Regions from separate parts of the Mus musculus genome. Here regions 2 and 3 are each linked to region 1. Evidence: chromatin contacts called from public promoter capture Hi-C data. All regions are on one chromosome and are shown on one strand. The core of a region is the stretch at or near the end of the contact, and the rest is flanking DNA. Distances in the headings are between cores, read along the strand shown. Region 1 holds the start of Bub1b (BUB1B, mitotic checkpoint serine/threonine kinase). Region 2 holds the start of Spred1 (sprouty protein with EVH-1 domain 1, related sequence). Region 3 holds the start of Nusap1 (nucleolar and spindle associated protein 1).

What was found. Promoter capture Hi-C pulls out the DNA fragments that hold promoters and counts their contacts.
Region 2: a contact with region 1 is called in a promoter capture Hi-C map of liver, with 3 times the contacts expected there. The contact joins the promoter of Spred1 here to the promoter of Bub1b in region 1. A contact is called at or near these places in 2 of 39 promoter capture datasets (liver and stem cell-derived epiblast-like cells).
Region 3: a promoter capture Hi-C map of pre-B cells shows a contact between it and region 1, with 4 times the contacts expected there. The contact joins the promoter of Nusap1 here to the promoter of Bub1b in region 1. A contact is called at or near these places in 1 of 39 promoter capture datasets (pre-B cells) and 1 of 115 datasets of contacts at active chromatin or transcription factors (microglia).

The regions. Positions count from the first base shown.
Region 1 is chr2:118,596,715-118,599,964 of GRCm38.p6, reverse strand. Bub1b (BUB1B, mitotic checkpoint serine/threonine kinase) reads right to left here and starts at 1,754. Exons shown (of 23, transcript NM_009773.3): 1 at 1,504-1,754. The coding sequence starts at 1,517.
Region 2 is chr2:117,119,435-117,122,684 of GRCm38.p6, reverse strand. It overlaps Spred1 (sprouty protein with EVH-1 domain 1, related sequence), which reads right to left and starts at 1,614. Exons shown (of 7, transcript NM_033524.3): 1 at 929-1,614. The coding sequence starts at 960.
Region 3 is chr2:119,616,638-119,619,887 of GRCm38.p6, reverse strand. It overlaps Nusap1 (nucleolar and spindle associated protein 1), which reads right to left and starts at 1,590. Exons shown (of 11, transcript NM_133851.3): 1 at 993-1,590. The coding sequence starts at 1,085. Oip5 (Opa interacting protein 5) reads left to right here and starts at 1,383. Exons shown (of 6, transcript NM_001042653.1): 1 at 1,383-1,730; 2 at 1,968-2,034. The coding sequence starts at 1,427.

The DNA.
Region 1 (3,250 bases), core at 505-3,004:
GCTCAACACAAGAGAGAACATGGCAAGGGTGTTGGTGACAGTATTGTACAAATAAAGTTAAAGCTAGGAAAAATAATTTTTAAAAGCATCTTAAGTTTAGCGAAGTTAACTTAAATTTAGAAAAAAACAAAAAACAGAAAACTAGCAGCTTTATGTCTGACATGGGTTCCCACTGACAATGAGACACCAGTAGCAGCATCCACTCCTGTTTCTAAATACGTACATGATTAGCTCTTTTTTAAAAAAAAAATGTATTTATAAAACAAAACATAACTAAACAAAACAAGCCGGGTGATGGTAGCACACGCCTTTAATCCCAGCACTCAGGAGGCAGAGGCAGGCGGATTTCTGAGTTCGAGGTTAGCCTGGTCTACATAGTGAGTTCCAGGACAGCCGGGGCTATAAGGGGAAACCCTGTCTCGAAAAAAACAAAAAACAAAACAAAACAAAAATGTATTTATTCTCACCCCCCCCCCCCGCCGTGTGTGTGTGTGTGTGTGTGTGTGTGTGTGTGTGTAAGTCAGGCCACAACCTTAGAGTTGTTTCTCTCCTTCCACCATGGGGTTTCGGGGGTGGGGGAGGGGTGACCAAACAGGTCCTCAGTCTTGGTTAGCAATTATCTCTATCCACAGAGCCATCTCACCTGTCCGTGACTAGTTCCTTCTAGTTCAGACCCAAGTGCCATCTCATCAGGGAGGCCTCTGTTCAAATCTCCCTCTGCCCCGACTCCCCCACCCCCAAGCCTCATTGCTGGGTAATGAACTAAGGCCTTATGTACCTTGAACAAGTGCCCTTCCTGAGTTACATGTCCAAACCCTTCTGAAACCACACTAGTTCTACCTCCAATGCCGTCTTCTCTTGCTTTACACTTGTTAATACTGATTCTATCTGATGTTAAACATGTCTTATTGCCCATCCGCGACACACACCCCGATTCATTCCTCCCCAGAACTTAAGCTTCACAAAGGTTGGGATTTTGTGTCTTTTACTGTTCGCCTTCAGTGCTCAAAATGGTAGTCGATAAATTCTCTTCCATGAATGACAGCTTATGACAGCAATTACCCAGTTATTATAAGTTCCATAATTGAAATGCATCTTAAATTCTAACCTAGAAAAACCCTCTATATTTTATGATGAGGAAAAGCTGCAAGTGCTCTGCTCTTCAGATCCCTAAGCTGCTAGCAAAGTGAGAACACTTATTAGTTGAAAGCAGGTACTTTACAAACATCTTGAATCCTCCCAGAACTCCATAAAGCAGCATTAATATCTGCGTGCCCCCACCCCTCCGTAAACATGTTCAAGGTCAAATAAAAACGGCTGAGGTGAGTTTCAGAACCAGATCATATGGCAAATTCCAAACTCTCCCAGTCTTGCCCCCTGGCTGGATGCAGGGCTCCACGCCGTTGGGAAGGGGGTTTGGGGAGACCTGCTCTTGGCCGACCTCCTCGATCCTCCCCTCGCCAGCCGAGCACCCAGCGGCAGCAATTTGCGTCCGGTCCTTACCTCGCCTCCGCCATCCTGCATTCCCAATACTTGCTCTCGCCCTTCCGCAGACCTTTATCCTCCGAGTGCTAACTGAGTCTCCCTCAACCTTCAGCTGGCTCTGGAGCTGCGAAGATCGTCACCCCGTGCTCCTAAACAAAACCACGCACCCGATTCCTTCTCAGAATAGCCTCCTCACGCCCCCATCACGCACGGGCCGCCAAGTTTCAAATTTAACGTCTCTTGACGCAGACGTAGCCTCGCCGCTCCCCGCTCCCGCTCCTCCCAAAGCATTCTGGGGATTGTAGTGTATCCCGGGTTTAAGCACGCGCTGCGCAATGCACAATGGGAGTTGTAGTTTCAGGTTTGAGGTGCAAGGACCAATGGTTGTCCTAGCACTGCAGCGTGCTCAGGCACTTCGAGTTTGCTCTGTGTTTCCTTTCTAAGACAAGCCTTCGAACCCAGGGAGAGACACTTTATTAACAAGAGGTTCTTTGATGGTTTCAGTTTCATAACGTGTCTTTGAGTACATTACTCTTCTGGGTTGCTCCGAACAATTAACTGTGCTACGCCTAGGTCTTGTCTGAGCCCCAGGTCTTAACACCTGTCCAGGGATCCTTAGGCCACTCTCACCCAGCTGTTTCCTGTGGAAAGACTGTGTTCTCGTTTTTCTCTTTTACACAAGACCTGGTTTAGCACTGCACTTCCTTTCCCCAGCAAGCCCTTTGACCTCTACAACTTCTCAACTTTGACCAACTTCCTTTAAATTCTCTTGGAAGTGTACCATTTGTTCTCTCATGCAGCCTACCAGATGTCCTGTAAACTACGATCTAACACAGAATACAAACAGGGTAAGCGCTTTGCCTGTCTCACTGGAGCTAAAGGCTTGGTAATGCAGGCCTATAGTTCAGCTACTCTGGAGACTGAGATGTGAGGACCAAGACTTCAAGACCATCCAGGGCAACTTTACTTCACAATAAAAAGTTTGCTTTTGTTTTTTGTTTGTTTTTGTTTTTCAAAACAAGGGTTCTCTGTGTAGCCTTGGCTATCCTGGAACTCGCTCTGTAGATCAGGCTATAAAAATAACTTTTATTCTCCTGTTGTGATTGTTGTCTGAGGGGCTTACTGCCTCCATCTGCTGACCTAGATCCACTCCTAGAAAATTCTAGCCTCCATAAGATCTAATCTAGGTCAGCCTCTCAATTTTGTTGAATAAGCTCACCCTTTCTTGTTCTTTCTGAAGTCTACCTGGCTGGTTCAACTCAGCTGTTCTGGCTCAAACTCCTCTCCCAGCTGACTGACTCAATCTGGCTTCTCTCCCAGCCCCTGAATTGCTCTGCTTGGCCTCAAACTCACTCTAGCAGTCTTTTCTATTTCCTAATCTTCTGGCTCTTTCTCAATCTCTTGCTCATTCTGTCTTTACCTGTGTCCAGCTTGTTCTCTTTTCAACCTGCCTCCCTCTCCCTCCCGTGCTGCTCTACTCTCCCTCGCAACAATACTGCACTGCTCTCCAGGACTGCTGTATCCTGTACTACACTCTCTTCCTTACTGCACTGCCTCTCCCTTAAGACTCAATCTTCCCTCCCTCTCTCGTCTCCTTAGAGGTGTACATAGCCCATTCTGTCAAATTTTTCTCCGTTTGTTGGGGCGGGGGTATACAAACAAACAAGGAATGTCAGGGCGTCGATACCCAGACCAGAAACAGATAAATTAGTCATTTGAGCATATAACTTCCAACTAGGCTCTGGAGTAGAGAGGGGAGCCATGG
Region 2 (3,250 bases), core at 365-2,864, 1.5 Mb after region 1:
TAACTCTTCATAGCCCTCCAAATACAAACAAAAATTGAATTCAATTACAGAAAAAACAGACACCAAAATTCGGCCCCAAATTAACTCTCAACAGGAAACTCTTACAGCCCCATTATTCCTTCAAGAGGCTGCTACATTAAAGCAAAATATTTAAAAGGCACGGTGATTCATTTGGAAAACCTAAGGACAGTCCAAAAAAGCAAAAACTTATGGATCAAGCTCTGATGAAGTCACCAACGCGTTCGGCAATGTAAACCGTACTTTATCACAGACGGAAGCCAAACCCTAGCATTCAAAATTTTTAATTACTCTGTTCTTGATTAAGACGGGTTCAATACTCTCGAAGGTTAAAAAAATAATAATAAAAAAACACAATAGCTCAACATCGCCCACACTCCAGGTGTCCTTAATCCTATTTAATTCTTAAAATGTTTCCCTAACCCTATCTTTTTACTAGAATAGTATAGGTCATAAGTTTAAAAAGTGGGGCGGGGGGCGAAGGCTTAATCGGTATTTAGGAGTCACTGAGTCATCGAATTAGGATTCAAGAGCAGTTTGCGGCTGGAGGTGCTCCCACACATTAGTTTCCGAGCGAAATAGCTGTAGAGGCAGGGTGGCTGGATGTTCAAGGTGTTTGGGGAGGGGGGGCGGGTTTGACGCCGGAGTGAAGGGCAGGCAAAGGGTAGTTTCTACTCCACTTTGAGCTACCCACATTATTACTCTGTCTCGGAGACGTCCGACTGCTACGCCGCCTCTGCACTGCACTCGATACCCTTCCCCAAGCAGAGAGGCGAAAATGCACGAATGAAAAGGGGTGCTGCCATTAAAGAAAATGGCCCGACACATCGGGCATCTATCACCTCCCGGGCGGGACGGGCTGGGGGGAGGGGGCTGCCCCCCGGGCTCAACCAGGCCAGGGCTCGCTTACTCGTTGTCAGAAGTCGCCGTCTCCTCGCTCATCTTTCCCTCACCGTGATCCGATCAGGAGATGGAGGAGCAACAGCAGGCAGGGAAGCAGCGGCAGCGGCGGCACCGAGGGGCGGCGGGCGACGACGGCCGGCGGGGCGCGCGGGCAGCGGCTCGGGGGCCTCACCATGGTGGATGCCTCACTCGGAGCGGTGCCCCGCGAGCCGGGCAGCCCGGCCACCCCCGCAGGGGGGCGGCGGCAGCAAGCGCGGCCGTGGCGACCCCAGCGGTTTGCCGCGCCGAGGTCGAGTGCGAAGCCGAGACGGCGCGGGCGACTGCGGGCGCTGAGGGGGACGCGGCCGGTGGCTGAGGCGGTGCTGCTCTCAGGGGCGCGGCGACGGGCGGGCGGCGGGAGCCGGCGGGGGGCAGCCGAGCGCTGGCTGCGGGAGGCGGCGCGGTCCCGCCGAGGTGCCGCGCACCATCTCCCGCCTGGCCGCCGGCTGCCCGCGCGGCGCGCCTGGTCGGCCCTCAGGGGCTGCCTCGGACGCGCTCCAGCTGAGGGGCCGCAGGCAGGGCGCGAGGCGAGCGTCGGAGCCCGAGGGCACAGTGCCGAGCGGCGGCGACGAGGGCCGAGATCAGCGCTGCTCGGCGGCCCGCTCCTCACGCCCGCGAGAGGGGAGCCGCGAGGGGGGCGGCGGAAGCGCTCACGCCGCCCGCTCCTTCCGCCGCTCGAACCGGGGGCGCCCGCGGGAGAGGCAGGCGAAGTAGTCCCTCGCGACTTCTGGGCCGCCGGGGCTCGCGCGGGTGCGGCTGGGCGGACGTGGGGCGCGGCTGCAAGCCGGAGGCGCGGGGCCTCTGAGGGGTCGGGGGGAAACCTAAAAGCCGCGGCCCGCAGTCGAATCACTGCAGCTCTGGATCGTGGGCAGCATAACAAGTTTCAGGAAAGTAGTTCCCTCCTCCCCTCGCTTCCCAAATCGTCGGGCAGCGGGAGCGGGGCGAGGAGGGTGGCGGAGGGATATGTCGCTGCACTGCATCGCGCGCGTGTGCGTGCGCGCGCTCCAAACTCTTGGCACGCCGAGGAAAGGGGGCGGGGGTGGGAGCTGTGAGCCGAGCTGCTCCGGGACTGGCATTGTTGCGACGCTCAAGTCCCCGTTACTCGGCCTGGGATATCCGGGTTGCCGGGACAAGCGGGCAGCACACCGTGTGCTCGGGGAAGAAATCGGGAGGCCACTCCGTACTGCTCAGTGCGCGTGCACGCGCGCGCGTGTGTTGTGTTTTTCTTGCAAAGAATGGAACTGGCATGAGTTCATCTCTTAGTGGGGGTTACAGGCCAGGACTGCAAAGCGAGCTCCTCCTGCTGTCCCTCTAGTTGCATTGCTGCAGTTCCCTTGCTTCTTGCACAAGGGTAGTTGTGTGCGTGTGATGTGTGTGTGTGTGTGTGTGTGTGTGTGTGTGTGTGTGTGTGTGTGTGTGTGTGTGTGTAGAAAGAGTTGGTTTCAATACCTCGCAGCGCGATCCTCACTGCGCAAACAGCATGCAATGCTGGGCATTCATCTCTGGAAGCACGAGTGCTTGTTAATGGAGAACGGCTTCCATTGAAGCCCGGGGTAGGCGGGTTACATGAATCTGGCGCATCCAGCAGCACAGGAAATAACTCCCGCTGCGAGCGAGGTTGCATAACTATAGCGCAGGAGAAGCCTGTGTGGCACGAACTTTGGCGAACAGAGGCGGAACGGTTGTTGGATAGGCAGCTGTCACGTTTGCATTGTCAGAGGACAATGTATGCAATCATCCCAAAAGATCTTTTTTGCACAAGAACCTTCTAAGGTTGAGGGCTGGAGCCTGGGATCTTTGTGACCGGAGGGCTAGGAACTCCTAGCTCTATAAATTCTATTATCTTGTCTCTAAGAAGTCAGCTTATACACAAGATGGCCTGGGGGACTGACTCCCTAGCGCTCCTAAGTTCCTGTGGCGTCTCCCTAGGCGGTTTTGCGATAGGCTTTTCACTTTGTTCTCAAGTTTACTTAACCCCCGGGGAAGGAAGCTTCCTGTTCCAGCCACCTTGAGAGATAGAACAATTCCAAGGGAAGAAGTCCAGCGGGCCTCCTAAGGAAACCGTCACTCTTCAGCCAAAGGTTTCCAGGAAGCCTCAGAATTGCTGCTCTCCTCCGAATGAGTACACACTAATGTGCTAACAGTACTGTGCACATAAGAGTGCCTAATGTGTGTTTGACGAAGGAATAAAGGCGCTAACCCAGCCAGCCGTGCACCAAAAACCCATACCGTGGATCACTGAGGTTTCTTTATATAACTTCCAGCCGCGTCTGCAGGATTGTTCATCTTA
Region 3 (3,250 bases), core at 341-2,840, 1.0 Mb before region 1:
ATAGCAAAAACCTGAAGGACTAAGCTTTAGACAATAAGTTGGGGAGCCATTAAGCACTAAACTCAGAAACATTTCTAAGTACTCTTCAGTGCCGTTCAGCCAGATAAAAGGTGTACCTATGGCCACATTATTCTATTTAAACCATTTAAAAACATTTATGACAACTAATTAGAGATTTAGTGCAAATAGCAGTTTGCTGTACAAATCTCTGGTATATACATGTGGGCAAGCTTCAATATAGCAAGTCCAATCTCACAATGAATCCCCACATTTTCTCTGAACACCTTGCAAACTCAGAATTCAAAGACCTTATCGGTTTTGAAAAAGACCACCATCACAATAGTGATTAATGTATGGACAATCATACTAGATCACGGTGGACAGGCATCCCATTAAAGGTTCACGAGAGTGAAGGTAGTGTCATAGTTTACTGAACAGTAAGTAGAGTTTTTCAGAAGAAGTCGTTTAAAGTAGTTTTTCTTCAACTGCCTAATAACTGGCATGGAAATTACACTGATTACGTCCTATGGGCCTTCGTTTCCCATTTGGTACCAGGAAGTATTAGCATTTCCATTAAGAAGTCTTTATAAGAGCTGGGCAGTGGTGGCGCATGCCTTTAATCCCAGCACTTGGGAGGCAGAGGCAGGTGGATTTCCGAGTTTGAGGCCAGCCTGGTCTACAGAGTGAGTTCCAGGACAGCCAGGGCTACACAGAGAAGCCCTGTCTTGAAAAACCAAAACCAAACCAAACCAAAAAACAAAAAGTCTTTATAAGTTCTCCAAATATAATAAAAAAAGCCTCCAACTAGAGTAACAGCCTCGGCTTTTCTTTCGTTTAACAAATTCCAGTCACTGTGAACAAAACCTACCTACTCCTCCCAAAATAACGTCCCTCGGGGGTTTCCTCTCAGTCACTTCGCGCCCTGTCCCCCAAATCCCTGGTCTCTTCTACCCCGCCCACCCAACTGCCCGCACCGCCAGCCAGCACGGTACCTTCATGTTAGCCCGGAGGCCCAGCCTTTTGGCTAAATTTTGCAGGTCGCTGTACTTAAAGGAGTCCAGCTCCTCTGCAGAGGGGACGGTCATCGCGTTCTGCAATCTCGGTGATTCCCAGAAAAACAGCCACACAACTCAAAACAGAGCGGCTCAAAACTGGCGCCACCCAAGACGTTGACAAGCCGACTTATATATGGAGTTTAAATTAAGACTGCTGTAAGTTCATTGGTTGAACTGCCTCGAGGGTGGGGTTTCCGATGCGGGCCAGTAGCGTGATTGGCTGAAGACCGCTATTCCGCAAACTATACCAATATGCTGGCGCTGAGCGTATTGAGAGCGTGTCTTTCAGGAACATTGTCCAATGAAGACGCAGGGAGACAGGTGGGCGGGACTTGGAGCGTGCGAGAAAGAGGCGCGCGCTTCAAAGAAATATGGCGACTCTCTCGCGCCGCAGTCTTCGCTTCTTGGAGACCCAGTCACGTCGTGACTCTTGTGATACACCTTTTTCTCTTACCTCCTCCATGGAGTGGGACACTCAGGTGGTGGAAGGGTTCTCCCCTCTCGGGTCCTCCGAGTCTAAGGTGAAGGCGTCACCTGTCGACCTGCGGCTGCCTGCGTGGTTGGAGCCGGAGAGATGTGCCGTGTTTCATTGCGCGCGGTGCTACGCGGTGCTCGGCGACACCCTGCACCTCGCCTGGGACCTGTCGCGGTCCCTCGGCGCCCTGGCCTTCTCCAGTGAGTGAGGCGAGGGTAGTTTGTGAGGAAGATAGACCAGAGGCAGATGAGGAATGGGGGACAGTACTGCCCAGGGGAGGGAGGGGTTTGTTTTGTTTTCCCGAGTTGGGCTTCAAACCCAGGCCGTCGCCTGAGCTAACCCAGCGCCCTTGGCTGAGCCCCACCCATTTTGTTAAGTTTTATGGGCAGATGAATCTGCTGGCAGGTATTTCTTCTCAAAACCGTTTTGTCTTCCAGAAGTCACAAACAACGTCGTTTTGTTAGAGCCCTTTTTGGTTGGCATAGAAGGTTTTCTCAAGTCCAGGTACGTGTGGAGAATTCCTGAGGTGGCGCTCTCTATATATTTCCCGATTTAATGACAGTGAAGAGTATGTAACTGTTGTAAACAAGAAAGAAACTTTGTCTTGTGACATGTTTACGCTCTCCATAGAGTATGTTTGAGTTGTAAACTCTTTACCGGTTTGAATCATATAAACATGGCATTGGTGAAAGTTAAAGTTGGATGTAGGTTTTAAGGTCTGTGAGAGAACTAGGACTATTAGTTATTAGTTATTAGTTATTAGTTATAATTTCTCAGGGTTGGTAGCAAATACCTTTACCCACCGAGTCATTTCACTGGCCCTGAAGTGACATTTTTGATATAGTTACAAATTATTTTACTTTTGATATTGGTAATAAAGGTCTTTCCTTGAATTTACAATTCTGCCTCTGCCTGCAAGTGCTGGGATCACAAGCATGGGAACCTGCACCCAACCTCTTTTTTTTGTTTTTTTTGTTTTTGAGACAGGGTTTCTCTGTATAGTCCTGGCTGTCTTGGCACTCACTTTGTAGACCAGGCTGGACTTGAACTCAGAAATCTGCCTGCCTCTGCCTCCCAAGTGCTGGGATTAAAGGCATGCGCCACCACCGCCTGGCCAACCTCTTTTTTAAAAAGCCTGATTAAAAGTTTTAATTATAAGCCTGGCGGTGGTAGCACATACTTTTAATCCCAGGACTAGGGAGGCAGAGGCAGGAGGATCTCTGTGAATGCAGGGACAGCCTGGTCTACAGAGCTAGTTCCAGGACAGCTAAGGCTACACAAAGAAATCCTGTCTGAAAAACCAAACAAACAAAAATTTAATTACAGATTTGGAGATGTGCTATAGCTCAGAAGTACAATGTTTGCCTATATCAAGAAAAATGCATGCAAGAATAGAGTTAGATTTCTGTTCCAAGTTATAATCTAAAAACAGTTTTATCACATTTATTTGTTTGTTTATTTATTTATTGTGTGTAGTCACATACCGAGATGCACACATGAAGGTGAGACTATACCTTTGAGGGGTTCAGGCCCAGGATCACACTTGGGTTGCCAAGCTTGGCTGCAGGCACCATTCCCTGCTAAGCTATGAATCTAGGCCTGACTTCCTCACTGTGTTCCTCTGCTTGTGTGCATTCTGACTGAGGTAAATGGTCACGTTTACTAGTAACCTTGTGGTCTTGAAATACCTTTTTTACTGTCTTTGAACTCAGTAATTGAT